7 separate regions of the Mus musculus genome follow, and regions 2, 3, 4, 5, 6 and 7 are each linked to region 1. Evidence: chromatin contacts called from public Hi-C, HiCAR-type and promoter capture Hi-C data. All regions are on one chromosome and are shown on one strand. The core of a region is the stretch at or near the end of the contact, and the rest is flanking DNA. Distances in the headings are between cores, read along the strand shown.

Region 1 (3,993 bases), core at 386-2,885:
TAACTACCATTATTATCTTGTCTGCCGAAGGTCACGTGCCCACGAGTTTCACAAGCGGCTTTGGGCAAATTCTTGAGAATTCCCCCTGCAAGTCTCACATGAAAGAACTTAATGTGCCGAGAGAAAATGCATCCTTCCTGTCAGAACTCAACAAAATAGTCTGTCTTCAAGGGTAAGATAGAAAATTCAAGGGCCTGTGTTCTTGCTGAATACATTATTGATTATCTCCTTGGGACATTCTGTGAGAAAGACACAGCCCAACACTAAGCCCAGCACTATGAGGGAATAAAAAAAATATTAAGAGAGTTCCCTCCCCCCAAAAGGACTCACAATTAAATTAAAGGAGAGAAATATACACGGATATGGTCATTAAGAGTGAGTAACAGATTTCCACATTAAAAAGATGATACAGGCTAAATGCTACAGAGTTCCATTTGAGGAGGACTGGAGGACCGGGCGAGGGTTGTGAATAAAAGGCTCTAGATCTTGTAAATTTAAACTAGCTTGTAAATAGGTATAAGTTCTGGCCCTGCCTTGCCATTTTGTCCTATTTAAAAATGAAGTCAAGATGCCCCATGCAAAATGATACTCTAAACGAACGAGGCAGGATCGAAAGACATGGAAAACACGCCCACGATAGAGGAAGAGGGTCCCTCATTCAGGAATCCTGTCAAGTCTCTTGCCAACAGAGAAACAAGAATTCTGGCATAATTACCAACTGCTGAAGGCCCTTTTGCCCTTCCCAGATATTAAACTACAATTTTTCAGCGACCCTCACCAATTACACCACCCCCACCCCCATGCAACCCCTAGCGACTTGTGCCTACAGTTCCATCCAACGCTTCTCTGGGGCCAGCACACTTATTTCACTTACCAAGATAGCAAGAAAGTGGGGAGGGGGTGTCTCCTAGCAACCTTTTAAGATGTAACTCACGAGCTACTAGAATTATACATGGCTAACACAATCAATTGCAACTCTCCTTGAGCCAGTTCCCACCCTGGGTATGCATTCTTCTTGAGCGCTTCTCTTTCTCCTAATCCTCACACTAAACCCCTCTATTAAAATGGTTTTTATCTCCAACTTATACCGGCTAGTCCTCAGCGCCGATTTCATTGTATCTTCCCTGTGAGAACAGTGCCACAGGCAGGCGAATACCTGGGGCTGCTGCTGCTGCTACTGACGGTCGCCCCTGCAGCTCTCGAGTGCCCCCTGCCGCCGGAACCCGCTCTCGCCCCCATCTTAAAAGCTTCTGCCCATTCCCTGGGACTCTCCCTGGACTTCACTAAGGAACTAAGCCAAGTGACATTTCTCCACCCCAGATAAAAATCTGCAGCACAATTAACGAGCCTCAGTTTCCTCAACGGTCCCTGAACCCTCGAACATTCTCCACCTCCCCAGACTTAGCGGGGGACCGCCGAAGTTCACAGTCCAAGCTCCTTACCCCGAACCCTCTGCTGCCCCTGGTGGCTGCCACCATCTTACCCCTTTCTCTTCACTCAATGTGAGGTGAGACGACCCATTCTTGGCAACGGTAGATTTAGAACTACATTTCCCATCAAACCATTCTCGACATCGCGAGAGTTCCGGCGAGACTTGCGGAGGGGAGGGAAAACGGGAAGACTGCGCGCAAGCGCGATCTCGTCCTTTCCGAGGTCCTCTGCCGCGTGTTTGGAAGTTATGGCCGCGCGGGTCTGTGGTGTTCTCCCTGAAAGGCCTAAGCTTTGGGTGATGGTAAGTTGTGGAAAAGGGAAGATGAGGTTTTTCCTACACATACCGTCGACACGCTTGCTCTCTCCGGAGGTGACGTGTCGACGATCAGCCCTTTCCTTTGCTATTGTGGGCCTTAGGAGGTCTGAGATGCTGTCTAAGGAAATGCTCCCCAGACTGCGAGACGTTTGATGCGGACGGGATGAAGCCCTTTTTGGTCTTCGATCTCCCTTCTCTTGGGGCGGGGAGCGGTCTTCTCTCTGTGACCCAAAGCCAGCCATGTGCTCAGCTCTGTCTTCCCTGGGGTCTCCATTGAGGGTGGTGGCCTTAAGTGAACACGAGTGACTCCTGCTAACTACAGATTGTCATGAACGGGATTGAAAACTGAAAGCCGTTAGCTCTAACGCGGCATAACTTCTCCTTCCCCGAAGGCATTGCCTTTTGGCACTCGGGAGACAAGATGCAGGTTCCGTCTCAGAAGTAATGGCTGGATCCCTGAAAGCCAACGGGCTCGGTGTGGTCCACCCGTCAGAAGGCATAGGTAGATGGTGGGCATCTGCCTCAGACATAGTTCTCAAGTTCAGCCAGAAGAATGCGCGTTGAGCCCTCTGCAGCCCGTGTCGGTAAGGGTTCCAAACAAGTCCAGAAGAGGGTCTGTGCCGGTGTAATTTGGGGCTATAGAGTGTCGTTCTGCAACTCAACGTGGTTGCCAGAACCGGATTTCCAAAAATGAGTTGGGTTGGCACTGGGGGGTTTGGGGGGCCTCTTGCTGGTTGAGCTGAGGATGATTTAAGTTATCCCTGTCTGAAATGACACTTTTGTGAAGAGTCATGGTTTACTGAGGCTCGACGTTTTGAGGTCTGTTTTGAGAATGACCACAGTAAGGTTGCTTCTGTTAGAATGAAGTGGGATCTCTTTATTACTCCTTCAGACGGAGGTGTTGTCTCCAGGAAGCATCATGGAAAGGCGTGGTGGTGCACAAGGGCCTTCAGGATGCCTGCGCCTGGTAAGAGCTTCATAGAGTCGCAGGGGTTGTGGTAGCTGGGAAGGGTTGGTTGTTAGGTTTGGGGTGGGGGTGGGGTTAGAGGTTGTTGGGGATTGATTGTCCAGAGGAGGGCGTGGTCCTCCTTACTCAGCACTCTCACAAGCTGCATTTAACATTGGTGAATACAAAATTGTTCCTCACTCAACTGCTAAGTAAACTGACGTTCAGTGAGTGGGTTCTGTTTCTTTTGTATATGCGTGTGCCACTGCATCTATGTGTCTGGTTGACTTGAGTGAGTTTGGTTTCCCCTTTAGCCACCAAGCTGTTTTTTGGCCTAGAAATTGGGTTAAGTAAAGATTTGGGCCTGCTACCTGGGAGTAGCACAGAGCCTTGTCTTCTGTAACACAGAATCACTGGCTTCCAAACCTGGATATCTCTCAGAACACGTAAAAAGTGTTAAAATACACACATTTCCACCCAGGTCAGTGGATGAGACGGGTATGGAGTGGAATTAAGAGTCCTCGAGGTTTGAGCAGGCATGGAGAAACGGTTTGATGACCATTCTCACAGCAAGACCAGAGCACTGGCTATGTTTAAGCACCTCCTGAGATAGGTTTTTTTAATCCTCAGTCTTAACAGACAGCCATATGCTTTTGTACATGTGGGTGGGGAAAGGAGACACTCCTTTGTATAGTGTCACCTCTTAGTGGCAGGTGTGGTAATGGCTGCCCTTCAGTAGGGTCGCTGTAGTGGGTGACCTGTACCATTTTAGGGATTTCACTGATAGTCTACAAAGACTTGCCAAAGACTCTGGCTCAGCTGTAAGGCAGATGCTGCTGGAAGTGACCTTTTTCCAGAGTCTTCCCTTGTAACCTGGATTGGCCTTGCATTTGTTGTGGAACAGGGGTTGGGTTCAAACTCATAATTCTGTCTTGGCTTCCTTCCTGTGAGTCACCTTGTCTTTAAGAGGACAGGAGTGATTAGAGAAATGGCTTAGTGGTTAAGAACATTTGCTGAATCTTTTTTAAAAACTTGTAAAAAGTTCTCGTGCACAAAGGCTGACCTGCTGTGGGAGCTGAGTCCATGATGATATAAAGCTATCTGTCTGGAGGCCTTTCTGTGTGGAGTGTGGATGCCTGAAACTCAGCCTTCCGGGCTTGCCTGGAAGACTCCATGTGAGTTTTTTAGAGTTAACCTTGTGTGTGTTTCCTTACTGATAGGTGACGGCTGCGCCTCAGGTTCTGGGCCTGACTCGGAAGGGTGCCTGTGAGCAGAAGAGCTGGCACGCGCAGCTCAGTGG
Region 2 (3,993 bases), core at 506-3,005, 1.8 Mb after region 1:
AGTGCAGTGCTCGCTCAGAGCAACAGACTCTTGGCCTTCCACACTGGCCCTCAGTTTCCATGCTTCTCCTTCTTCTGGTCTTTGGAGCATTATGGGGACTGAGAGGGAAAGGGCGAGACAGTGTTAGGCTGTGTTATGGGATGCTGTCCTCTGGGCATGACACAACTATCGTCATCTAAATTGATCCCCCGCTCACGATACTTTCACAAGACTGGCCTATCATCATGCCCTTGTAGAAGGAGTGGGGAGTTGGGGGTCAGGTCATCAGACCCTAAACTGAGAATTCAACCAGTTCTTCTTTTCCACTCATGACCCTGTCCTAGATGCACAGGTCTTGGAGGGGGGGCACCTAGAGTACAGAGGCAGGGAGTTGGGAGGTGGAGGGACGATCTACACAGCTTTCAAGATAGTTGTGTTTGCTCCACAAGGCGTTATAGTAGATGACTGTGTTTGGGCTTGTGACCTGCTACCTTCTCTCTGTCGCAGCCCCACACAGAGCTTCCCTCCCCACCCTGGGTCAGTGGGAAGAGGTGTCCTGCCAACTGTGTCCCACAGATCAGAGTGTCCTGCTCCCCAGCGTCCCTTCCCTGGCCGACTGGCCAACAGGCAATGTAACCAGGGCCTATATTCAACCACCTTAGTCACCATCCCCACCCTTGGCGTTTATGGATGCTTGGGGCCTCATAAAGCTCAAAGCCTGTAAACAGTAATAAAGAGGCCCAGAGAACTTGGCTTGGGCAAGCTGCTGTGGGGCCAGAAGCTGCAAGCTGCAGAGGGGTATTGGGCTCAGGGAGGAGAAGCCATTTCCTCGTCTTCTGGCATTTCTGCTCACCGCTCTGAACACAGGACCATCAAGGTTACTGTGAATCTCTTCTGTGCCCAGGTACTGTGGGAGGTGCCCTCTGGCAGATGCAGCTTCCTGGACCCTGAATACTTGAGAGGATTTATTTCCTGCAGAACACAGGCTTAAGAGTAAGAAGAATGCATTCAGGGGAAAACTATCCATGCTCACCATGCTGACCACCCTACAGGACAGATGGAAACAGTCCCTCCAGGTCAGCAGCACTGCCCCCATCTCTCCACCTGCCTTTACTCCTAGGTTTCCCATCGTACCTGGCTATAGCATCCCATGGAGCCCTGCCTCAAGCTGGTTATAACACCTCTTTCTTTTGTTCATTAGTAAGAAAAGACAATCGTCAGCCTGTGTTGGTTATCCAATTCCAAACGGTCAGCCCTGAAAACATTTGCATACAAGTAACATTAAAGGGACCGAACAGGTTGTGTTTATATATACACACACGTAGATGACAAACATTAAAGAAGTAAAAATCATGAATTTGAGAGAGATTGGATGAGGTACACAGGAACTATTGGAGGGAGGAAAGGGAAGGGAAACATGTAATTATATTTTAATTTCTTAAAAAAAGCAGAATATTACAGGTGCCTGTAATATTAGATCCCATCCAGGAATCCAGGGATCCAAGGAGCCAGGGACCCAGGGAAGCTAGGCCACCAGTCTCTGTGGCCCAGTTCCAGGGCTCATTGCTAACGTGTACCGACTTGGTTGTCGCTGGCAGATTGTTTCATTCGTCTGGAAAGAAAACTTCGTGGCTAACTCTAAATAACACTTTTTTGGGTCTCAGAACCTTGGGCTCAGGATCCACGCAGCCCCGCCTTTCTCCTAGACCCCGCCCATCAGGTCCCGCCCCGTCTCTCCGGTTATTTAACTCAGGCTCTACACCCGCCGCTTGCAGAACGTGGACAGATCCTAGCCGGAACTCGGTGCGAGCCAACCGCGGCGCTGCACACTCACCATTGGCTGAGAGCTGCGGCAGGGGCAGGCCCAGGCTTGCGATTGGCTGTTGGAGCAGTGTCTGGAGGGCTTAGCGGTCGGCAGTCGCTGACAGTCATGGAGACCTCGTCGGTGCTGACCCGGGGAGCTGCAAGGCAGCGGAGCCCCGCGGCCCCGGAGAAGCAGGCGCGGGACCAGACGGAGCGGAGGCCGGGGCGGCGGAGGCAGGGGCGGAGGTGCGCACGGCTGGGCTGAGCTCCAGGTCTGGGCTTGGGGTGGCCATGCTGCCTGTCGTGCAGCGCGACACTGTCTGTCGCTTGCGGACAAACCTACGTCCCTCCATCCTTCTATCCCCGGTCGCAGACGGGCCACCCGAGCAAGTTAGCAGCTCCCTTGTTCCTAACCTATGACGGACCCTGTCCCAGCCCATCGGGATCTCGTTCTGGCAGTCTGGCGCCAAGGCTACTGCACCTTCCTTTGGCCCTATAGATTAGGCAATCCCGAACATGGATGGCTTTCTGTTCGTGTAATATTTGAACTGAATCTTTAGGGACGAGGACTGTACTAGGTGGATCAGAATGAGCAAAGGCACAAAGGCAAAGAAGTGGACAGACATACCCCCCTGGTCCAGGGTTGTAACCCCGTGGTCGGTGGGACACTGGGAAAGGTATCAGCACAAACTTGATGTGTCCTGCTTCGTTTTTAAACCCACAGCAGTGAGACAGATGGGCTATTCAGACTTTAGGATGGTTGCTGACCGACGGGAAAGGTATTTGTGGGTAGAAGCCATCCTAAGAGGTCCTTTTCCTTCTTACTGGAGGGACATTCAGGTGACAGGTGGGCATGGGCAGACGGGATGACTTTGAGTTCCTTTGGGTGCAGCTGAAGGATAAAGGAGTCAGCCAGGGGGGCGCCATCTGGAAGAGGAGTATTTGGTGGTGAGATTTCAAAGGCGGGTGTTTTGCATGGCCTGATGACACAGGCCTTTAATTCCAACTCCTTGATGGGGTGAGGCAAGAGGATCACAAGTTTGAGGCCCCAACCTGGTGTAGTGAGGCCACATCGCAAAAATTAAAATGGAAGGTCTTGAGAGAGATTCATGGCAGAGCACTTGCCTAGGATGTAGGAAGTTCTGGGTTTGAGCCCCTAGCACCACAAGAAAAAGATGACGTCTCCATTTTAGCCTGCTACTGTCTGGCCATCCCCGCAGTTCCAAAGGCTCCTCAGTTTACTTACAGAGGGACAGTGTGATTGATGGCAGAACCTGAGGAGGGAGCTCAAGTCATTCCTGATGGCCTCAGGCCCTGGGGGCTTTTAAGGATGCCAGCTTGGATAACTGTGTACCTAAATGGCTACTATAGTGTCACCTCACTACTCTTTAAAGGATACTTTGAAACATATTAACAAATGAACAGTTTCTGATTTTGCTGTACTCAGACTTTGCAACTTCATGAAGCCAATGTAGTTATTCCTTGTATTATTCAGTTGCTGAAGATGGGGGGGGGGAAGGGGGCGGTGATTTTGCTGGTACTCGAAGACCATATCCCTTGGCCAGAGAAGGCCTGTGGTTCTAGGAAGTGTTTAACTTGGGGGTTTCACCTGTTGGGTGGGGCTGTCATTGGCGTCTGTCCAAGCACGAGCAGGCCTTAGTTGCTAATAAAGAAGATGAACCCCAGATCCCCTTTTTCTGGTGCCGTGCATGCCTCTGGTGTGTATTTTATAAGCCATGTCCTGTGTTATTTAGCCATTTGCTTCCAGCAGTTATTTACCCTGTGGGTGCCTGCGAGTGTAGCTCACCTACCATGTGCAGAGCAGAGCCCTAGTTCAATCACCAGTATAAATGGGGGACTGTGGCAGAGCACCCCTCTAGTCCCAGCTCTTAGAAGGTGGTAGGACAGAGATCAGAAGTCAGTGTCACCCTTGACTACACAGTTCCAGATTGACCTGGGCTACATAAGACTTTGTGTCAAAAAACAAGAGCAAATCAATCTTTTAAAACCCACCCTTTGCCTAGGATCAACGAGGATCAAGAGGAGGAAGCAGTCTTTAGAGAGGTGGTCAGTTTCACCCCGGATCCTTTACCAGGTGAGGTGACCAAAGTCCCCACTCATGTCCCTTCCTGGCCATCGCAGTCCCCACTCCCCTCTCTGTCAGAGAGGAAGAGTATGTTCGAGTCCCCTGATTTCCATATTCCTAACGGT
Region 3 (3,993 bases), core at 1,057-3,556, 1.6 Mb after region 1:
AGGTTAAAGGTAGCAAGGCACAGAGATGCTTGCCTCTAATCCCAACATTCAAGAAGCTGCGACAGGAGGATCAAGCATTCAAGGCCAGCCTGGGCTCTGTAGTGAGACTTTGTCTTTAAAAACAAAAAAATCCCTCTTCATGCTGAATTCACAATGAGTCCAGAGGACACAGTGCTCACAGATCACTGTAGTTATGACGTGAACACACCACCCTCTGTTCTACATCACAATCCTCACACTATACACAAACACACACACACACACACACACACACACACATACATACACACAGGGCAACTTCAATCTGAATAACATGTCCAAAGTTACAAGTGGAGAAGAATAGGTAAAAACCTCAAACTTTTTCCCCCCTTTCATTAACCAGGAAGGTGTTTTTTGTTTGTTTTTTTTTTTTAAATATGTGAAATCCTAATTTTCTAACTATAAACATTTTCTTCAATTCCCACCACCGTCAACTTGGCCCCATAAAGGTTTTTTTTTTTCTTTTTCTTTTTCTTTTTTGGTTTTTCGAGACAGGGTTTCTCTGTGTAGCCCTGGCTGTCCTGGAACTCAGAAGTCCGCCTGCCTCTTCCTCCCGAGTGCTGGGATTAAAGGTGTGCACCACCACTCCCGGCTGGCCCCATCACTCCCGGCTGGCCCCAAAAAGTTAAGTGTTTTCCGTCCATTCAAACACACACAGATGCAAAGGATGGTACAATCAGCACAATGCCACCATCAAGGGCTTAAGACAACTGCCTGACCAATCTTGGTTCACCTCTTCATTCCCAGGTTGCCTTGCAGAATGCCTCAGAACTCCATCTAACCAACGCCCCCACCCCCAACAGAATGCAGATGGGAGGTGGCCTGGCTTCTGAAAATCCCCACCACACAAACATCATTTTCAAAACCACACATGCCTCCCTACGGGGAGGTGAGAACTTTGTCCTGGCCCAACATGGTTCAGGGATGAGCAAATGGGAACACTAACCCAAAGGCATTTGCCACAAGGGCCTTAGGACCAAGGCAGGCTACTCAGCCAAGATCATTTTTGAAGCTATAGCAGGAAAAAAGTGTCTATCATTCTACCTGGAAGATACGGCTATGTGATGTAGGAGCGAGAAAAATGTTCGTGTAGTTCCCAGCAAACCCTCTAACATGCACACGCAGCACGTGTGACTCTCAGGCCAACCGGGATGCTTCCTCGACCCAGGTCTCTCAAGGACTAGGATACTCTGCACGCCCAATTTACATATCTAATTCGGAACTCAAGCCTGGCTCCTCCCTTCTGACAGATGTCATTTAAACAAAGCATTTCCTTCAGCTCTTTAAGCTGTTTTCCAAGAAATACTCAAGTCAGATTCTCAGGGTCACTTACATGCTGGCGAAGACAGAGCTGGGGCCTCCAAGGCATCCCACCGCAGAGCATTCCAAGTCAGGGAACAGTTGAACTACATGCTCTTTGGCATCCTCAGGCATCCAAGGTGCCTCCCTGTCTTAGGATGCTATTCCACCATCTCCATCACCAAGGGTCACGCCACAGACGCAGGCAGGCTCGCGCGCGCACACACAATCACACACCATAAGCAATGGGCATTTTGGTTAGAATGCTATCCTGCTATTACATTTCGGTGTGGATCCGTGTTAAGGATCTGACCCTGCCCTAGTCTATAAAATGGACTACAGCTATACCTCCACCCTAAGATTTCCAGCTCCGGGAACCTTCAAAGGAAAACCCGCTCTGAGAGAACAACCGCGATCCCAGCGACCTCACGTTCCAGAAGCTCCCTGGGATGAAGACTGATGCAATTCCCTGGCTACGCTAGGGTTTACAGGCACCCCTCACATCACCTGTCCCTTCCTCGGAGTCCCTGGCATCCCTTGTTCCTCCAAGTCCCTCGCACCCCAACCTTCTCCAGTGTTGCCCTACGCCCCTCTCACGCCCTGTCCTTCCCGGCGATCCCTGTCCCTTGCGTCCGATGTTCTTTCTGCGTTCCCCGGTGCCCTCGCCGGCCACGCACGCACCTGTCAGCCTTCGCTGGAGTCCCCAAAACCCGCGGGTAGAACGCGCACCCTCCTCGTCCCAAGCCCCGCGGAAGCTCCTGCGCTCCGCCGCGCCCGACCTCGACCTCCTAGGCCTCTCGGGAACCCGCGGAAGGCCCGCGCAGCACCAGCGTCCGATCCGGGCCGGGCCAGCATGCGCACCATCCGGGCCTCCAGAGCCTCACACACGTGTCACCACGACGTTTAAAGGAGCCGCACTGCAATGTGCTCCCTGAGTCCGCGTGAAGGGCACGTTCGCCTTAAGAGGCGGAGCTAACGGCGACTTGTCTCCCTGGACCCTCCCTTCTCTGCTATTCGCGACGCACACGTCACCCCTCCGCCCCGCAGGCCTGCCAGTCTACGCGATGACGCAAGCGCGTAGAGCTAAAAGCTCCGGAAGCGTCCCGGAGTCCAGAGACCCTGCTGCGGCTTGGCGTGGTTCCCGCGGTGTACGCGAGTGGCGTCACTTCCGCTTGCGTGCCTGACATTGCCAGTGCGCAGGCCCAGTGTGCTGCGGCGAGGAGCTCAGGGCTCACGTTCAGTGCAAGCCACCGAGGCTTTGAAGATTCACCGTTCGTTAGTTCTTACCTGCAGGCGTCCTTTTGAAAAAAAACAAAAAAACAAAAAAAACCCTAGCAAGCCGGGCATGGAATGAGGCCCTGGGTTCCATCCATCACTGCATGAAACAGGCGCTGTGGCACAAGAAAGCAGTTTCTGCAACTCTGAGGAGTGGAGGGGGTGGGGGATGATCAGAACTTAAACGTCATCTCTGGGATCCTTGAGATGCTGGCTATAGCCACTCCACCGCTTAACTTAAGTGGCCAAGGCTGGAGGATCATTGGAGAATGTCTTCTGGACCACGTAGCAGAACCTTGTCTTTAAAAAAGGGGGTGGGAGTGGGGGCTGATGGGGTAGTAATGGCAAAGACCAAATCCTGTTAGCCTATACCAATGTCCCTTTTAGAGCTAGAAAGATGGCTCAGAGGTTAAGATGGCTTGTCGTTCTTTCCAAGGACTTCCCAGCACCCATACAGTGGTGGTTCAAAATCTCATGTAACTCTACATGTGGCAGACACATATGACCTAAATTAGAAAAAAAAAGTTCTCTTAGTTTTAAAAAGATTTTGAATTACATACGTATAGGGGAAGAATATCTGAGTGTAGGTGCCTGTGGAGGCCACTGGTGTCTCATCCTCTCTTAGAACTGGAATTACAGGCAGCTCTAAGTTGTGAGCTCCCAGTGTGAGGGCTGGGAACCAAACTCTGGTACTCTGTAAGAGAAGTAGGGGCTATTAACTATTGAGTTCCAGTCCCAGAATCCTCCCTCTTTATTTAGACCGACTTCTTTGTTCTCTGACCACTCTTTGTGTCTGGCTGGAGCTGGCTCTATAAACCCACTGTTCTAGGCTGGCTACAATGAATTACTGCTTTTGCTGTCCCGAGCCTGATACAGTTCCTGGGAAATTCACTGTTTTAGCACGCTTCCTGTGTGGGAGCTGGCACCTGGCATAAGACCTAGGTTTTTAATCCAGATGTTGTTCTAATTAGCCTGTTACTTTGCAAATTTCTCTTACTTGGAGGCTTGATCTGTGGGGACAAAAAAATAAAATAAAATTCAGAGTCAGTAGCTCAGTTGGCAGGTAATAAATTTAGTCCCCAGGCTGGGCGATAGTGGCACACACCTTTAATCCCACTCAGGAGGCAGAGGCAGGCAGATCTCTAAATTCAAGGCCAGCCTGGTCTACAGAGTGAGTTCCAGAGAGCCAAGGATACACAGAGAAGCCCTGTCTCAAAATAAATAAATAAATAAATAAATAAATAAATGCAATCCCCAGATGCCCCCCAACCCCCTAGTGCAGTGGTGTTATAGAAATGTAATCCCTTCTCAGTGAGAAATCACTCTGCACACTTCGAGATCTGTAAAGAACATACTTTTACATGCAACTGGATGTGGCCA
Region 4 (3,993 bases), core at 914-3,413, 1.6 Mb after region 1:
TTTACTCACATGGCAAAAGGGAAGCTGGGTTTGTGGATGGCTACTACGATCCTTATCCTGAGTTATCTAGGTAGGTGTGACACACAAGTGTCCTGTGAAAGGGCAGCAATTAGACAAAGTGGAGAGATGCTATCCACTGGCTTTAAGGATGGATTCCAAGGGAAGCGAAGCATCCTCTGGAGCTAGGAAAGGAAAGGAGGCCGACTTTTCCCTCCAGTCTCTGGCAGGAACACTACCCTAACAAAATCTTGGTATCAGCCCAGTGTGACCTAATTTGGACTCTCACCTCCAGATCTACAGAGTAAATTTGGGTTTGAGTCCCTCTATTCCTGGCAGTAACAGGAACCAAAGCCTTCCATTTTTCCTTCCCTAGTACAAGTCATGCCTGAGTCAAAGAAGTCACTATTAAACCAACCAGAACAGCAGCTCTTGCCTCACCCAGCGGGCAATAACCAGGGGAGGGTAAGAACAAAGCTTGGCAGAACCCTGGCACCCAGGGGACAACAAAGGACAAGGGGGAGAGAAAAGAGCAGTGGGGAAAGCCAGTGAAGGTTTCCAACCGAAGAAAAAAACCCTGAGGGTCCAAGGGGGCCGAGCAATCCCTCGGGGCCTGCCTGCAGGTGACTGCTTTTCTATCACAAAGGAAGGCACACACCATGTTTACCTGGAAGGTAGCAAAAGCCGGCTTCTTCCACTGAACAGGAAGGCACAGACCTCTAACATTCAAGGAAACAGTCAGTGTTCACACATCTGAAGCTCTGGGAGTTGTTAGCCATAATCCTCATGGCTTCACCGGGTCAGGGTTCTCTAAGGGCTCCCCTGCAAAGCCCTAACACTCTTCCCTCTTGGTACTTTAATATTCCTCACCAGAGTGTGAGGAGGCAAAGTTACCTGTGAGGCAACACACCGGAGTTTGGCTCCACTAAGCCGTATAAGCTTGTTAAGTTCCTGAGCCATACTTCCCTGCCAAACCAGTAAAAGGTCACCACTCGCCCTACCTGCCATTCCTTCTTCCATTCCTCCTGGAAACAATGCTAACAACCACGTAAAGCATTTCAAATAACCTTCTACAACTCCAGAGACTGCACACCCTCGGAGGGACCAGAGCCCTGGCTGTTCGCCAACAAGCAGCAAGGTTAGCCAGGAGAGTCTAAATCGCTTCTGCCCTGGTGGAGGATGTGGACTGGTGTCATTACCCGGCTACCTTCAGGCAACAGCTCAAACTTGATCCCCTTGCCCGGTGTGGTCAGGCCCTGACTGACAGACCAGGGGACCAGGAGCTAATTCACAATGCGACGGTAGCACGAACCTGACCGACGTCCCCGGCTCAGAGGCCCCGGTCAGGCCACTTGTGTTCATCTCAGAACAAAGAGCTGGATGGGGCACATAACTTCTAACACCCCTGAGAGCCGGAAACTACTAGGGAACACAGGCCGGCCGGGCGTGTTAGTCCCGCGGCCGCTCGCGGCGTCTGCCACCCCGGTGACAAGCAGCAGGCGACTCGTCTTAAAGACTACGACCCCGGTCACCTGGCCCTGACTCCCCTCGGCACCCCGGGGCTCCTCAGCATCCTCATGACCCTCAGCGCTCCGGTTAACCCCCGCCGCGGAGACCCTCTAACCCCGGCGACTCCCCTTCCGGGGCCCCTAGACTCGCAAACCTCAGCCCCAGCGACCCCCAGGCCCGAGTAACCTCGGTCCTGGAGCCCGAAAGCAATTCCCGGTTTTACACCCGTCTCCGTCGGCGCCCTCAGGTTCGGGCGACCCCTGCCGTGACCCTCCAGGCCTGGGTGACCCACAGCCCCGGCAACCCTCAGGCTCGAGTGACACTCAGTTCCCAGCGACCCTCAGGCCCGGGTGACTCTCAGTTCACGGCGACCCAAAGGTCCAGGCGACCCTCAGCCCCGGCGACCCTCAGGCCCTCGAGCGTCTGGGCAGTCACCCCCGGGCCCTCGCACTGCCGCCACCCGGCGCTCCGCGTCCCGTCCCAGGGACACCGGCGCAGGCGGAAGCTCACGAAGGGGCAGCGGACCGGCCCCACTCACCATAGCTGTCATCGTCCTCCATGGTGCTGGCGACCGGCTCCGGCCCGCGACCGCCACTGACCTCCCGCAGCCCGCGTCCTGCCAGACACCAGCTCGCCACAGGCCAGCTCCGAGCCGCGGAGCCCCGCCCCCCGCACCGCGCCCGCACTGCCCAGCACGCGCCTGCGCACGCGCCGCCCGAGGCACCGCCCCCGGCACAAGGTCCCGCCCACAGCCAAAACGCGCGTGCGTGAACGCCCTCTAGGCCCCGTCCCCTTGAGGACCTCTTTAGTTTGCGTTTACGCAAGCGCGGCACCTAGGCTCTGCCTATCTATGACTCCGCCCCCAAGTCACGCCCTCTCTCCTTAGGTACCGCCCCCTCTCCTCGGGGCAGGGCAGTTTCGGGTTTCAAGTTTCACAAGCGTGCGTAGGCCGCGGGCGTGGTTTACTAGCCAGGGCCAGCGTCCAGCCACTCGGCTGGTTAAACATACTCAAGGTCACGGGTATAACCCGAAGGGTAAGGTGGCCCTAGCTGTATCCGCCTCGGACACCAACACGTCGAGGAGGAAATTACCTAAACTCATCTGTGTTCGTTACTTATACTTCCTACCGGCGCCAAGTTGCACAGGAGGACATAACTTCCAAATTAGTAGCCTCAATTTACAGGCTCTGCTGCTTTCTTCGGGAGGACCGGTTGATCCCCCTTTGCAGTTGTGGCCAGGGGCTGCTTCTGTGGAGGTGAGAGCATTTATGCGGTAGGAGGTCTCTGCAGAATTAATCAGTGGAAGCACCAACCAATGATCTGAAAAGGCCCTTAGGGAACACCCTGTCCTGTGAACTCTAGCCAAGTGACCAGCAGGGAGTGCATTGCAGCTCAATGACAGAGCACTTGCCTAGCAATGTGAGAGACCCTAGATTGCATCCCAGAGACCAGGGGAAAGGAGAAAACTAATTCCCAGACTCAGAGGGTCTTATATGGGCTGGGGCATCTCTGGGTGGTAGGTCCCTGTCCAGGATGTCCTCCACCACAGCATGCACAAACCCTTCTTACCCCAGAAAGGCCTGGGGTAGTGGTGCTTGCCTGTGGCATACCTGTTGTTAGTCTAGCGTCCCAGGAAACTGAGGCAGGAGGACAATATAGTGAAACTCCACCTCAAAAACAAAACAAAACAAAACAAAACAAAAACCTACAAATACAGCAAAAGAGACACTGGGAAGTTTTGGGACGGGTCTTCCTGATTGAAACAAAGACTTGAAATCCCCCATGCAGCCCCAGAACCAGCCTTCTACCCCCACAGCTCCCTCTCTCTGCAAATCACTGCCTGTAGAGGGTTGTGGGAATCTCTGGGCTTCTGCAGGGCATGAAGGGGCCAGGCCAACCACATGGGGAGGAAGGAGAGTCAGGTCTTTCCTTGTGGGTCCTTCTCTTCGCTGGATGGGCTGCAGCAATCCTTTCTCCCCCATGGCCAACAGCCTTAGTCTGTAATTGCTCAAAATCTCTGTACAACTTAAATAAATTTAAATTCCCCAGTGTGCCACCTTATACCTGTGTCCTGTGGCAGACATGCTGCAGTGGGTATATGCATATTTTCTGAGAAAGATATATGAGGAAAATTGACAGAAATGAAAGGGGAGGTGGAGAAAGTGGGACTTATTTTTTCTTTAAAGATGTTAACATTTTGTGTGTGGGGGGAGGAGGAAATGGATGAGGAGGAGGAAGAGGAGGAGGAGGAGAAAGAGGAGAAGGAGGAAGAGGAGGAGGAGAAGAAGGAGGAGGAGGAGGAGAAAGAGGAGAAGGAGGAAGAGGAAGAGGAGGAGAAGAAGGAGGAGGAGGAGGAGGAGAAAGAGAAGAAGAAGAAGAAGAAGAAGAAGAAGAAGAAGAAGAAGAAGAAGAAGAAGAAGAAGAAGCAGAAGCAGAAGCAGCCAAAAACATTATATTAAGGAATTTATGCATCTTGCTGGGGGTGGGA
Region 5 (3,993 bases), core at 588-3,087, 1.4 Mb before region 1:
TGGTAGCGCTGACCTGTGTAGATCATGGTATGTAGCTGCAGAGTCATGCATAGGTCACTTCACAGCAGAGGTCTCCATGAGACCCTCCTAGTGTCAGCTCCAGGTAAACCAGGCCACTGGGTCACTCTGCCTTTCAAACATTTGTATGTGATATCAATATAATCATCGTTTTTTCTTCTGTCCCGTTGGTATTACAAGCCCCTCTAAAGTTCAGACACTGTCTTGTCTCAGTCAAGCTCAGTATTCCTTACTTTTTAAAATTACTTATTTTATCACTTTTAGTTATGTATGTTGTGTGTGTGCAAGAATGAAGGGCCAAGCAGAGGCCAGAAGAGGACATTGGGTTCCCTGGAGCTGAGTTGTGAGCCACTGTGTGGGTGCTGGGAACCCAACTCCCATCTTTTGGTCCTCTGTGAGACCATAAACACTCCTAACCACGGAGCCTTCTCTGCAGTACCCCGCCCCCTTCCTCTTTTGCTTTAAGGTCTGAGACAGAGTTTCCAGTACATCTGGCAACCTTGAGGCCCTGTCTGGCAAGACTAATACTGAAAGCTTTGAGACCTTGGCCTTTGTGGAAGAGAATGGTCGTGGGGAGGGCGCAAAGCTGCAGACAAGATTGCCTTGAAATATAAAATGCTGGAGATAAAGAAGCGTAAAGATAAGGGGAGGCGAAAGCCATCCCATTAGACTGAAAAAGACTTCCCTACAAAGCAGAAGACAGCTGCCCATCTGTCCCCAACCACCATCCATGGAACAAATGCATGTCTCTCACAGCTGAGGACCTAGGGCGCCTCAGCTATACCTGTGGAATCAGTTAGAAAGAACACAGCTTACATTAGTCAAAAGCCCCTTCCTTGTCAGACAAACCAAAGGGCTGGAGCCTACCCCCAGAATTGGGACAAGAAATGAATGGTAAGAAGGGAGCCTGGAAGGAGTGCCTCGCTTACCTTTAACAAGTGTTGGGCTGTGTAGAAGCCAGCTGGGCCACTGCCGACCACACAGATCTGAGGGGTCTTCTCCTGTGTGGAGAACTTCTGGCAGAAGCCTGGGGCTAGGTAGAGCAGGGGACAGCAGGGTCAAACCAACACCCTCCTACCACCCCAAACCAATTCTGTCCAGTTGCACCTTGCCTTCACCCTCACCTGCATCTTCCTTTTTCCGTTCCTCAAAGCTTCACCATTTCATCTGAATGCCAGAGCTGTCTTTATCCAGAACCCCATGTCTCACCCATGAACAATAACAAATAATCTGCCCCAGACCCCCTTATCCCCCAAGCTGTCCTGCACAGCACTATCTTTCTTGAGAGGTTCCTTATGTGATCTCATGTCTTCATATGCCCATCACGTTTCTATTTTGCTTTTTTCTAGCCCTTCTTTCCCCCACAGAACTCTATTGCTCATCTCCTCACCTCGAATTTGCCTGTCACCTCCGTTCACCTCGTATCACACATAAAGACCTCATGGTCTATCCTTTTAGCCTTTACTGAGCTGTCTTACCCAGGACGCCTTACATCTCTTTGCACAGATCCTCCCCTCTCCATCACTCCCATTTCTCCCGCAAGAGCAGACACGTTCAGCTTTGCCCCTCTCCAGCCCCGCCTCAGCTCTGCTCGGACCCCCGCTCTTGATCACAGGCCTCCCCTCGCCCTGGTGCAGCCCCCAAGAGCCCTGCTCCTACTCGGAGTGCTCCTGGAGGGAGACGGCCGAAGCCCAGACCACGCGGACCAGCGCCACCAGTGCCAGCAGCGAGGAGCCATGGCTGAGAAGTGCAACCAGCAAGCGGAAGAGCTAGCAATGACTCTAGTGCTGAGCGCAGGTCCAGCAGCCCGCCGAGGACGCTCCTCTGGACCCGCCCATCACTGGAGCCCCGCCCCAAGCCTCGCCTCCCGCTTGCTTAGAAACATCAACTTGGAGACTTCACCAAGATTTCCGAAATAACCACGCCCCCAAAGAGAACCATGCCCCCATCTCGCCAAGGCCCCGCCCCCAGAACGTCCAATCCTCAAAAGCTTATCAAATTTCTCCGGTCTTCCTAGTACCTCCAGATGCCGGAAGTCTAGATTTGAAGAAACGCGAATCCCCTATGCTGTTTCAGTTGCTCTTGAAGAAGGGAGCCAATTGGAAAGGAGCTTACTTTATGTAAAGCTTGCCGCTCGCTGATGACGCAATGCCCCGTTGTCGTTGTTTGAGTGATTTTTGTATCAGCCAATCAGAAGGCCAGAGCCCGGAAGTCTCGTGTATCCGCTATTCTTGACTCCTCGATTTTTAAGTCTGGATGTTGAACTGATGTAGCCTCAAACAGCTACTTGTGCGTGTCAGAGAAGGACAAGTGTTAAACTCTCAAGAGCTTATTTCTAGTCACCCTCTTCCCACGATGGGGGAGGAAACACGCGAAGAAGTTCCCCCTCTGGCACTGAGACCAGAGCCCGACCTTCGACCCTGGTCCGACAGTACAGGGATCAGGGTGAGACCGTACCTTAGGGGGCACCCAAAAGCTCAGTAGTCAAGGTAAATCATTCATATTCCATGTTTTAAAAGAAAATTGATGCAAAGCCTAAAATCAATATCTTTTAAAAGTTTTTTCTAACATTTATATATTTTATTACATTATTTATGGGGGCCGGTGTACACTTGCCACAGCGTTCGCGTGGTGTGTGGTAGTCAGAGGACAGCTTATAGGAGTTGGTTCCCTCCTCTACGTGAATTCCTGGGTTTCAGACTCATTTAAGGCTGAGGGCAAGCAACTTTACCCTCCAGCCGACCCACACATGTTTTCTACACAAGAACAGGACCTGAAGAAGGGTGAATGCTTAATGTGCACATGATCCTGGTTTCGATTACACCACAAAAAATATAATTAAAATAAGGGCAGGACCCATTGTCACCTCTAACCAGACAAGCCCAGTGCTTCTCTGAGAGTCCTTCTCCTTCTTGGAAGACTAACCTGTCATCCTCACAACATCTGATTCTTGTTTATTCTTGTTGAAGATTGAACCCAGGGACTTACAAAATTGCTCTACGTTTTAACTGCCCCCTGCCTCGCCCCGCCCCGCCCCGCCCCTAGCTGAATCTTCTATTCCATAATTCAGGTACAAAGCTAGCCTGGGCTGTATACAGAGTGGCACCTGATCTCACAAAACAGTATGCCACTTGTTTTGTGAGAGGGAAATGGCAGTAGGAACGTGGTCATACCAATGGAAACTGGCTTGACTGACCTGACTGTAATCTGGAATTCTTGGGCCAGATGAACGGCTAGGTGACAGCTTGGTGAACTTCATGCTGAGTCAGTCCATTTCAACTTTCAGGCTGGTCTGCTGGAGCCTTGTGTAGGAGCTTAATAATCCAGAAGTTTCCCCTGTTTTGTATTTCATATTTTTTACACTATTTTAAGAATGTTTTTAGCCATGCTGCGGTGGCACTGGGGAGGCAGAGGAGGGCAGAACTGTGAGTTCGAAGCCAGCCTGGTCTACAGAGAGAAGACAAAAGAACAACAACAAAAATGAAGGTTATTTTTAGTTGAAGTTTGACATACAGAGAAGTGCATTCATTCCCACCATAGTTGATGGGTTATGAGACTGTAGGTGTAATAATGTGACCTACAACCAGACTGAGAACCAAAACTCAGTATCCCAGAATCCTCTGCTCAACTAATCACTCCCCACTTTGTTTGTTTGTTTTGTTTTTCAAGACAGTGTTTCTCTGTGTAACCCTGGCAGTCCTGGAACTCACTCTATAGACCAGGCCAGCCTTGAACTGGTAGAGATCTGCCTGCCTCTGCCTCCCTAGTGCTGGGATCAAAGGTGTGCACCACCATTGATTGGCTCCACCACTTTCTTATTGAGAGGTAAATATGATTCTCTAACATGTCATTGTGTTTTACGCCTGCCCCAGAAGACTAGTAGGTAAGATAAATGCTGCCCACAAGCCTATACATAAATTATTTACGTATGTAGCTTATGTATGTGAATATTTTGTCTGCATGTACATCTGCACA
Region 6 (3,993 bases), core at 574-3,073, 1.3 Mb after region 1:
CTTTTGCTCCTTAAAGTGGAGCATCATACTGATCCAGGAACTCCCGAATGGGTCCAGGCAGCTGGGTCACTTTCTCATAGGAGTCCAGGTGGCCGTTGACAGTCTTCCGACAAAGATGCTGGAGGGTGGCCACGTTGGAGGAGAGAGGTCGGCTCAGTACCAGCGGAATCTTCTCGCCCCCAGAATAGATGTAGTAAGCTCTCTTGGGGGTACTCCCGGGGAGTGCCTGGGCAGGTGGCTGCTCCGGAACTTCGGACGAGGGTTCCGTGGGTGGCAAAGAAAAGGAGGGGGTCCCTGGAGGCGGCATGTAGTGGTGCACCAGCTTGAGTACACAGTCGAAGCGGGGAACTGGCTGCGTGCTTCGGGGGTCACTCTGCAGCGAAAAGCTGCCCCCCTCACACTGGATGCGTAGGTTCTTGGTCCCCGACTGGGTCTTGACGCTCAACGTGAAGAAGTGGCGCTGGTCCGAGCTGTCGCGGATAAGAAAGGTGCCCGCGGGCTCGGCGCTGAGCAGCAGGTTCGCCTCGCCGCCGGTCACGGCGCTCCAGTAGAATCCGCTCTCCTGCAGCTTGCGCACGGCGTTCACCACCAGCTGGTACTCGCTTTTGGAGCTGAAGGTCTTGAGGCGCAGGCTGGTGTCCAGGGGGCGGCTCATCCCGGCGGCGGGAAACTTGCTGTGGGTGACCATGGCGCACGGAGCCAGCGTGGATCTGCGCGGCGGTGGCTGCAGCTGCTTCGCGGCCTCCGCACAGCGGCCGCTACCGCATCCCGGGGAGCTGCAGAGAGCAAAGCGTGAGGCGCGTGAGTGCCCGGAACCCTCCAGCGTGCCCGGCCCTCCAGCCTCCGCCTAGCGCCCGGGGCACCCCTTTGCCCCGCTTTAGACCGTGTCTCAGGCCCAGCCACCTCGCGGAACTCGACTGTCCTCGGTCACTGCCGGCCAACCCCAGACAGTCTCTTCCCCTGCCCGCCCTAGGAGGACGCCCAGAGAAAACTCGCGCGTGGAAGTTGGGTCTCCAGGAGCGCGGCCAGGATGGGGAGAGACACAAGAGCCCTAGGGACGCTCAGGGCGCCTCTCAGTCCGGTGTCCTCAGTGGCGAGGGCGAAAAAAGGGGGGTGCCAAACCCGAGATATGTGAGAGAGGGGACAGGAGAAACCCGAGGGCCCCAGTCTGAGTATGACGGGAATCAGGGATCTTCGGTTCTCATCCGCTCTGCCCCCTACCTCGTCCCCTCCCTACCGGGAATGACCCGGGAAGGGGAGGAGAAACCGGGAAAAGCTCCCGAGCTGGACCGAGGCCCCCACCCTTCCCCACACCGCGCCCCTCCTTCCTACCTAGTCCCGAAGCGAAATCTCCGGCCTTGGGGCTGCGCCTCCTATGGTCCCCGAGGCGAGGCGGCGGCCAGCAGTGGCTCGCGCTGCGCCCAGATGTTGGCAGCCGTGAAGTCTACAAAGGGGCTCCCCGTGCGTGCGCCCCCTCTGGCTTCGCTGCTCCCCGGGCCGATGAGGCGCACTCCTGGGCGAATCAGGCAAAGGACCTGGGCGAGGGACCTCGACGGAGAGCTGGGCCGGGAAGGGGGCGTCCGGGAGCCCGGAGAGACAGCGGTCGTAAGAGCAGGCGAGTGTAGAGTCAGAGTTAGAGCCGCCTCGGAGGCCGCGCGCGCGGGTATTTACCCGGCCAGTACGCCCCGCCCCCCGATTCCTGGAACTGCCCGGCCGGTCTTCTTGTAATGTTTAGTCACTACTCTGCACTGAAAGGCTGTGCGCGGAGGGCGAGGGAGGGGCCGCGGAGGGCGGGCTTGGAGCTGGGGCCTCCAGGACCCGCCGAGACTCACCGAGAGGGAGACAAAGCGCGGCGCGAGGCTGCCCGACCGGCGGGCGCGGCGCCAGCCTTGGCCGAGCGTTCCTGGCAGCGGCCCCTCCCCCGCGCGCTCCGCCCCCAACTTCTCATTCACACTTTCCCCCCCCTCCCTTCTAAGAAGGCTGGTTTCTGGCAGAGGCGGGGGCGTCGCGATGGGAGCGCGCGGGCAGTTCTAGGAGGCCAGCCGGGAGAGGCTCCCTCCTGGCACCCCTTCCCTTTCTTTTGATCCCCGCGGGGACGCTCCCCTCCCTCTGCACCCAGGCCACTCCGAGGTCCTCATGTACAGTTCCAAGCATCCCGTGCCAACCAAAAGGGACGTAGGACCATTCAGCCACCAGCCCACTGGGGACCTAGGAAGTGGAGGAGGGGGATGCGCGACATTTACCTGTAGACAGGTCCAAAAGATGAAGCTGTGAGATCCAGAAGTGGAGGAGACACTGACTTAGAAGCAGCTACCTGGCCTCAGCTCATCCGCCCATTGCCTGGTTCTTCGGTGACAGACGTGGGTGCTGATGTCCTTTGGGGAGTGGGGTGGGAGGAGCAGCTAACTACTACCTTATCACTCATCTGGGCCTCCCAACCTGCGTGGCGAACTGTGGGTCCGCCCAGGTACTCTCGGCGCGGTGGGGGAGCTAGAGGAAAGAAACCCTCATCCCATGCTCGTCCCCCGAGTCCACCAGAGGGCGCGCTGGAGTCTTGTAGGCGAGCCGAGTTTTGCTGTTTCCCAGGCTCTGTATAGAGAGAATAAGAGGTTGTGGGGCTCCTTATTCAAGAACAGGAGTGGGGAACCCAGAGAGAGAAGCCTCACTTCCCAGGACAGGGTCAAACCTGAGAAGGAATGTCGACTAGGAGGACTGTCCACAGAGCGTTGTAACGGGTTCAGCCACTGCCTGAAAGTCGCTGAGGTGTCAGAATGGACCCTCTCTTGCCTCTACGTTTTAAGGTGTCTGAACTTTCCCGATGGTGGGGTGGAGAGGGAGTATTGATAAGAGCAGGTGATTGAGGTGAAAGGTTGTTTACTCCTGGTCACGTGAGTATCTATAAAGGCCTAGTGTCGAGTTTTGCAACAGGCAGCAGGAAGTGGCAGCCACCTGAGAACCAGCTAAGTGACACACAGTGTCTGCTCTCAGTGGGCTTTCTGACCTGCCCTCTTGGATACCACAGGCTTCTTGTAACACCAGTAGGAGGGCAAACTGACTACACAGAGTAGCTTGGGCTAGGAGGGAGGGCTGCCTGCTTCCCTTCTGGCCCACTGTGTCCAATCTGCTCCACTGATGCTGAGGAACTAAGAGAGACCAGGGCAGGTGCACTGCCTCTCTGGACTCAGTCTTGTTATCTGTTAAATAGGGATGGGTGCCCATCTGTCCCCCGCCCCTGGCAATTCCAGTAGTCAAGAGGCTTAGGGGCCTTATTTAAAATATCTCACACTGGTCTGATGAGCAGATGCTCACAGATGGAGATCCCACAGGTGAGGCCCAGTCCTTGCCTTCGAGTCACTCTCAGGCTCCCCAAATGGATTCTCCCTTTCTCTGTGAACAAGCCCTCCTTGATCTCATTCAGGGAGTGTTCCCCAGCCACTGCCTTGACCGTATGCTTCTGAGCCGAGGGCAGTGGAGGACAGGGAGGACTCTTAGGAAATAGCCCTGGAGTTAATGGATGGGAAAGTGCTTTGTAAATTACAATGCTCTGCCACGAGTCAAGTTCATTCATCCATTCCACAAACCCTGACTTCGTGCCTGGCTCTGTCAGGCCTCGGGTGCAGCGCTGGGGCGGCAGAGCTGCGGGGCAAAACCCACAGTGGGGAAGAGGCTGTGGGCCATGAGCAAGGACTAGTCATGATTGTGACCCAGTGAGACACTGTGATAGCTTCTTAAGTAAGAGAGGGAAGTCAGGGGCTGGATTGCTGGCTCAGCAGTTAAGAACACCTGCTGCACTTCTGGAAGACGGGGGGGGGGGGGGGGGGTGTTGGTGCCAGGACCTATGTAGGATGGGTCACAACTGTTGTAACCCCAGTCCTAAGCCACCCCAGGCCTCCAAGGGAATCTGTACTCATGTGCACCCCCCATACACACACACACACACACACATATACAGAATTAAAATAAATCTTGGTCCCTGTGATGGTAGCACACACC
Region 7 (3,993 bases), core at 648-3,147, 1.3 Mb before region 1:
TGACACACTGGAGTGTCAAGCACACTTTTATCTGAAGGGCCACCACAAAAATGCTTTCATTTGCAGAACACATTGTTTCTTTCCTCTTGTCGAACTATTAGAAATGCCTAGCTAGGGCTGGCAAGATGGCTAAGTGGGTAAAGGGGCTTGTTGCTAAACCTGAGGACCTGTATTCAATACCCAAGACTCATCACATAGTTGAAGGCAGAGAGCCAACCCCACAAGTTTTCCTTTTGATATGGCACACACAGCAGCAGATTCGAACTCATATACTTACTAAATACTAAGTGGATGTGATAAATGTCAAAACATTGCTTCCAGGTTCAGCATCAAGGATGGGGGCTCCCTCTTACAGCATACTGACCTGGCGTGGAAGGTCTCATTCCAGGACTTCAGGGCATTTCCAATTGCCTTCTGGTTTTGGGGCATGACCTCCACAAAAGATACCCAATCAATGGTTTTTAGAGCAAGTTTACGCCCAGCCATCTTGGGATACTAGAAAACAAAACAGCGCCTTTGGAGAGAACCCCTGAAGGAGACCATTCCAGAGAAATACAAGTCGTTAAGAGACGGATCAGCTCAAGCATTTGATGGGTATATATATGCAACAGATGAAAGAATTCGGATTTAAACCAGGAAAGAGGGCTAGGGATGTAGCTAGTTGCTAGAATGCTTGCCTGGCATGGACAGAGTCCTGGGTTCCCTCTCCAGCACCAGAAACACTGAGGTAGAGGCAGAGAATCAAAGTTCAAGGTCACATGAGAGATGTGGGAGCTTGTCTCAATACATCAAAATAAAGCTCTACAACCCAGAATATAAACATGTTCTCTCCTACCAGGCTGCCCTTCCTCTATCCCAACTCATTTCTATTCTTTGCAGACACTTCTAAAGGAAGTCATAAGCTGCCCAAAGGCTAACTAAGCTACTGTGTTTTGGCCACTGACTCTCCACCACAACCCCGGCCATTCACTCGAACTGTCCTGCCCAGGTCATCCTGTCCACAGCACACATACTGTGCACTTTCAGAGGCATTTTTACACAAATGATACTGTGAAAAGAAAGTGACTGAAGCGGTCTTGAGACCAAAACAAGACGAGATACAGAAAATAACTATGAAGAGAGCCAACCGAAAAGTGGAAACCATCTACACAAGCTCTGAGTGGGGGATACCTTCCTATCGATCAAAGTTGTCAAATGCCGGTCTCTCTCCTTCCTTCCTTCCTTCCTTCCTTCCTTCCTTCCTTCCTTCCTTCCTCAGTACAGCTTACGTCTCTAAGAGACAGAGACAGAGACTAAGACAGTTGTCAAGTGAACTAAGGATGCCAGAGAACGAAGTGCACTGGAGAAAGCAGGAGTTACAGACTTTTTGTTATCTGATTCATCTCTAGCGCTGGTTGTTTCTCAGACAAATTGGCCAGCCTGCTCTCATACACAGGTCATAAGCATAGAGAATGACCAATAGTTAATTAGATCAATCGGTAAACCTCATGAGGAATAGGAATCCTCCATTCGAAGGGAAGGACGTAGAGTTGAAGTCTGCTAGGTGTCTTGTCCTCTCTGAAAGTTACCACCCTAACTCTGTGATGCTTTCCCGACCCCTAAACTCCACTCCTGAGATCGCCACACAGTGTGAGACAAAAGTCTGTGGCAACATCTAAATTCACGGTGATTGGCTAAGTCACTGCCAGGCCCCAGGCTCGCCCCGCGGGAAAGCGAGCAGGGCAAAGCAGTGACCTCGGGCGCTCTGCTAGCGGGGCAGCTCGAAGGCCCGATGTCCTCCGTGGAGCTGGAACAAGTGTGGAAGCGAGGTCTGGAATACAATACAAAAGAGTCCGTGGAGATTCGACCCAACACCTCAGACCCCACTCACCTTCACCGACCCCCGGCGGAGTGCTCTCTCTCCAGCAAGCAAGGAACGGAAGAGAGTTGCCGGAAGTTCTCTCCTTGGCCAATCCGAACGAGCAATAGGCGGGTCTCATGTCACACTTCAGCCAATGAGCATGGAGTCCCGTCCTGGAAGGCGGGCGCGGCGCCTGCGCCGTCGGGGTCCCTTTTCCCCCTGCCCCACGCCCGCCGATGGGCCGGCCCGGCTCTCCCCGCCGAGGAGTCGGCCGGCCCGGCGGCGCGCGGGCAGCGGCGGCCCAAGATGGCGGAGCTGCAGCTGGACCCGGCAGTGGCGGGGCTGGGAGGGGGTGGCAGCAGTGCGATGGGCGACGGCGGCGGCTCGGGCCGCGGACCCCCCAGCCCTCGCCCTGCGGGCCCGACACCCCGCGGACACGGCCGCCAGCCCGCCGCCGCCGCGCAGCCGCTGGAGCCCGGGCCCGGACCTCCGGAGCGGACGGGAGGCGGCGGGGCCGCCCGCTGGGTCCGGCTCAACGTGGGCGGTACCTACTTCGTGACCACCAGACAGACCCTAGGCCGGGAGCCCAAGTCCTTCCTCTGCCGCCTGTGCTGCCAGGAGGACCCGGAGCTGGACTCCGACAAGGTGCGCCCCGCCCTCGGGCGCGCCCCCGGGTGTTGGGACCCATTCCAGGCTGGTGCTCCGATCTCTGGGACGCGTTTCCCTCCAGCGGGTCCTGCAAACCCGGACTTGAGTCCACTCTCTTCCCCCCGAGTTAGCACTGGCCACCTCAGAATGATCTCCCGTCCCAGTTCTGCCCCATCTTCAGGCACACTCCGGTTTCCCTTCGCACCCCGCTCTTTTCTCAGCTGCTCCTGCGTGGAGTTGTCTACCTGCACCCACGGGAGCCCCCTTCGTGCTCCTGTCACATTCCCTGCCCCTCCTGGGGACCACCCCTTCTCAGATCTGCATGAGTTTTTCTTTGGCTCCCGGGCGGCCCCCTGCTGCTGGTGCCAAATGCATTCAGAACTGGGTCAGGGTGAATGACCACATCTTGGTCACTTTCGGAGGACTCAGGTCCTGTTCCATCCCTGTGTAAAGTGGTATTAAACTCGGGGTTTAATGATAGCGTCCACTACTGAAGGCTGCAGGAAGTGCTTGTGATACATCCTGTGGTGGTGATAAAATCCTGGTCCCAGACCTTTTGTGCCGTAACAGTCACCGTTTCGGTACATTTTTGAAAGTAAATGCACTCCTTGGAAAGATGGGCTGATAGGTTAGGACCCAGAGAATGTGTAGCGTCAAACACAGGGTTGAGCAGTGGCAAGACGTCATTCATTTCCAGTTTGAACTGTAACTTTTGCAGGTTGACCTTTGACTCTCAAACGCATCCATACCATAAAGCACTCCCATGGTTAGTAGACTTGCATAAACCCTTAATCAGTTTCATCTGTTCTCTGATACCAAATTGATGGGAACCTTAAGAGATTCCAGAACTCCTGTTTATAGGGAATTATTTTTATATACCCTAAATCTTCCTTATGGCCAACACAAGCCAGTTTCTTGTTTCTTTTACTGTAAAGATGAGTAGGATTAAAGTTGCTCTGAGCCAAGTCCTGGCAGTACCAAGCTTCCTCTGGGCACAGAGATAGGGTGTGTGAGATTGCAGCTGCCAGTGCAGACTCCCACTGATGTTGGCCTTGGGCTCAGGAGAACTGCCAATAGAATGGAAGTTTTCTCAGAATTAGGACTGTAGTCCAGGGGCAGTGAAGGAGTCAGAACGCTTAACACAGCTATGAGATTTCCTTCATCCCCTCCCTGTAGCTGGTACCCTACAGAAGAATGTTAACAGAATGTGGGTCTACCCAGTAAATAAAGGCCTGGGCAGTGGGAGTGACTGTGCGTCTAAGACATCTGACCTGAAATGATCTTAAAGCCAGCCTCTGGTCAATAGTTTAAAATAAGCAAACTGTAGCAAAACCGGCTCAGTAAATAAATAAATAAATAAATAAATAAATAAATAAATGGTTTTTAGCTGACATAGTGACTGTTGCCTGAGTGCCCCGGCGGATTAGGGAAATGCTATTTAGAAAATGTTGCTTGGCTGTGCTCGGTTGACAGGACGAGACTGGAGCGTATCTGATTGACAGAGA

What was found. Promoter capture Hi-C pulls out the DNA fragments that hold promoters and counts their contacts. A called contact is a pair of places that touch in the nucleus more often than the background predicts. HiCAR-type assays count read pairs that join an accessible place to other places.
Region 2: a contact with region 1 is called in a Hi-C map of B cells, with 5 read pairs. The contact joins the promoter of Engase here to the promoter of Snhg16 in region 1. A contact is called at or near these places in 3 of 39 promoter capture datasets (liver and pre-B cells) and 1 of 484 Hi-C or Micro-C datasets (B cells).
Region 3: a contact with region 1 is called in a HiCAR-type map of astrocytes, with 4 times the contacts expected there. The contact joins the promoter of Usp36 here to the promoter of Snhg16 in region 1. A contact is called at or near these places in 1 of 39 promoter capture datasets (liver) and 1 of 115 datasets of contacts at active chromatin or transcription factors (astrocytes).
Region 4: a promoter capture Hi-C map of liver shows a contact between it and region 1, with 2.3 times the contacts expected there. The contact joins the promoter of Cyth1 here to the promoter of Snhg16 in region 1. A contact is called at or near these places in 5 of 39 promoter capture datasets (cranial neural crest, hematopoietic stem and progenitor cells, liver and 1 more) and 1 of 484 Hi-C or Micro-C datasets (B cells).
Region 5: a promoter capture Hi-C map of pre-B cells shows a contact between it and region 1, with 2.1 times the contacts expected there. The contact joins the promoter of Fdxr here to the promoter of Snhg16 in region 1. A contact is called at or near these places in 1 of 39 promoter capture datasets (pre-B cells) and 1 of 484 Hi-C or Micro-C datasets (erythroblasts).
Region 6: a contact with region 1 is called in a promoter capture Hi-C map of liver, with 3 times the contacts expected there. The contact joins the promoter of Socs3 here to the promoter of Snhg16 in region 1. A contact is called at or near these places in 2 of 39 promoter capture datasets (liver and pre-B cells).
Region 7: a contact with region 1 is called in a promoter capture Hi-C map of pre-B cells, with 4 times the contacts expected there. The contact joins the promoter of Atp5h here to the promoter of Snhg16 in region 1. A contact is called at or near these places in 3 of 39 promoter capture datasets (hematopoietic stem and progenitor cells, liver and pre-B cells), 1 of 115 datasets of contacts at active chromatin or transcription factors (microglia) and 1 of 9 other capture datasets (adipose tissue).

Annotation. Positions count from the first base shown.
Region 1 is chr11:116,670,025-116,674,017 of GRCm38.p6, forward strand. Snhg16 (small nucleolar RNA host gene 16) reads left to right here and starts at 1,636. Exons shown (of 5, transcript NR_027821.1): 1 at 1,636-1,732; 2 at 2,140-2,331; 3 at 2,640-2,714; 4 at 3,914-3,993. It overlaps Snord1c (small nucleolar RNA, C/D box 1C), which reads left to right and starts at 2,481; the gene lies at 2,481-2,558.
Region 2 is chr11:118,475,077-118,479,069 of GRCm38.p6, forward strand. It overlaps Engase (endo-beta-N-acetylglucosaminidase), which reads left to right and starts at 1,756. Exons shown (of 14, transcript NM_172573.3): 1 at 1,756-2,028; 2 at 3,807-3,877. The coding sequence starts at 1,910.
Region 3 is chr11:118,287,938-118,291,930 of GRCm38.p6, forward strand. It overlaps Usp36 (ubiquitin specific peptidase 36), which reads right to left and starts at 2,307. Exons shown (of 21, transcript NM_001033528.1): 1 at 2,020-2,307.
Region 4 is chr11:118,246,395-118,250,387 of GRCm38.p6, forward strand. Cyth1 (cytohesin 1) reads right to left here and starts at 2,164. Exons shown (of 14, transcript NM_011180.4): 1 at 2,045-2,164. The coding sequence starts at 2,066.
Region 5 is chr11:115,275,132-115,279,124 of GRCm38.p6, forward strand. Fdxr (ferredoxin reductase) reads right to left here and starts at 1,838. Exons shown (of 12, transcript NM_007997.1): 1 at 1,678-1,838; 2 at 948-1,051. The coding sequence starts at 1,756. Fads6 (fatty acid desaturase domain family, member 6) reads right to left here. Exons shown (of 6, transcript NM_178035.5): 6 at 3,496-3,993.
Region 6 is chr11:117,967,543-117,971,535 of GRCm38.p6, forward strand. Socs3 (suppressor of cytokine signaling 3) reads right to left here and starts at 1,824. Exons shown (of 2, transcript NM_007707.3): 1 at 1,333-1,824; 2 at 1-776. The coding sequence starts at 688. The coding sequence ends at 11.
Region 7 is chr11:115,418,022-115,422,014 of GRCm38.p6, forward strand. Atp5h (ATP synthase, H+ transporting, mitochondrial F0 complex, subunit D) reads right to left here and starts at 1,898. Exons shown (of 6, transcript NM_027862.1): 1 at 1,871-1,898; 2 at 365-495. The coding sequence starts at 486. It overlaps Kctd2 (potassium channel tetramerisation domain containing 2), which reads left to right and starts at 2,105. Exons shown (of 6, transcript NM_183285.3): 1 at 2,105-2,485; 2 at 3,962-3,993. The coding sequence starts at 2,147.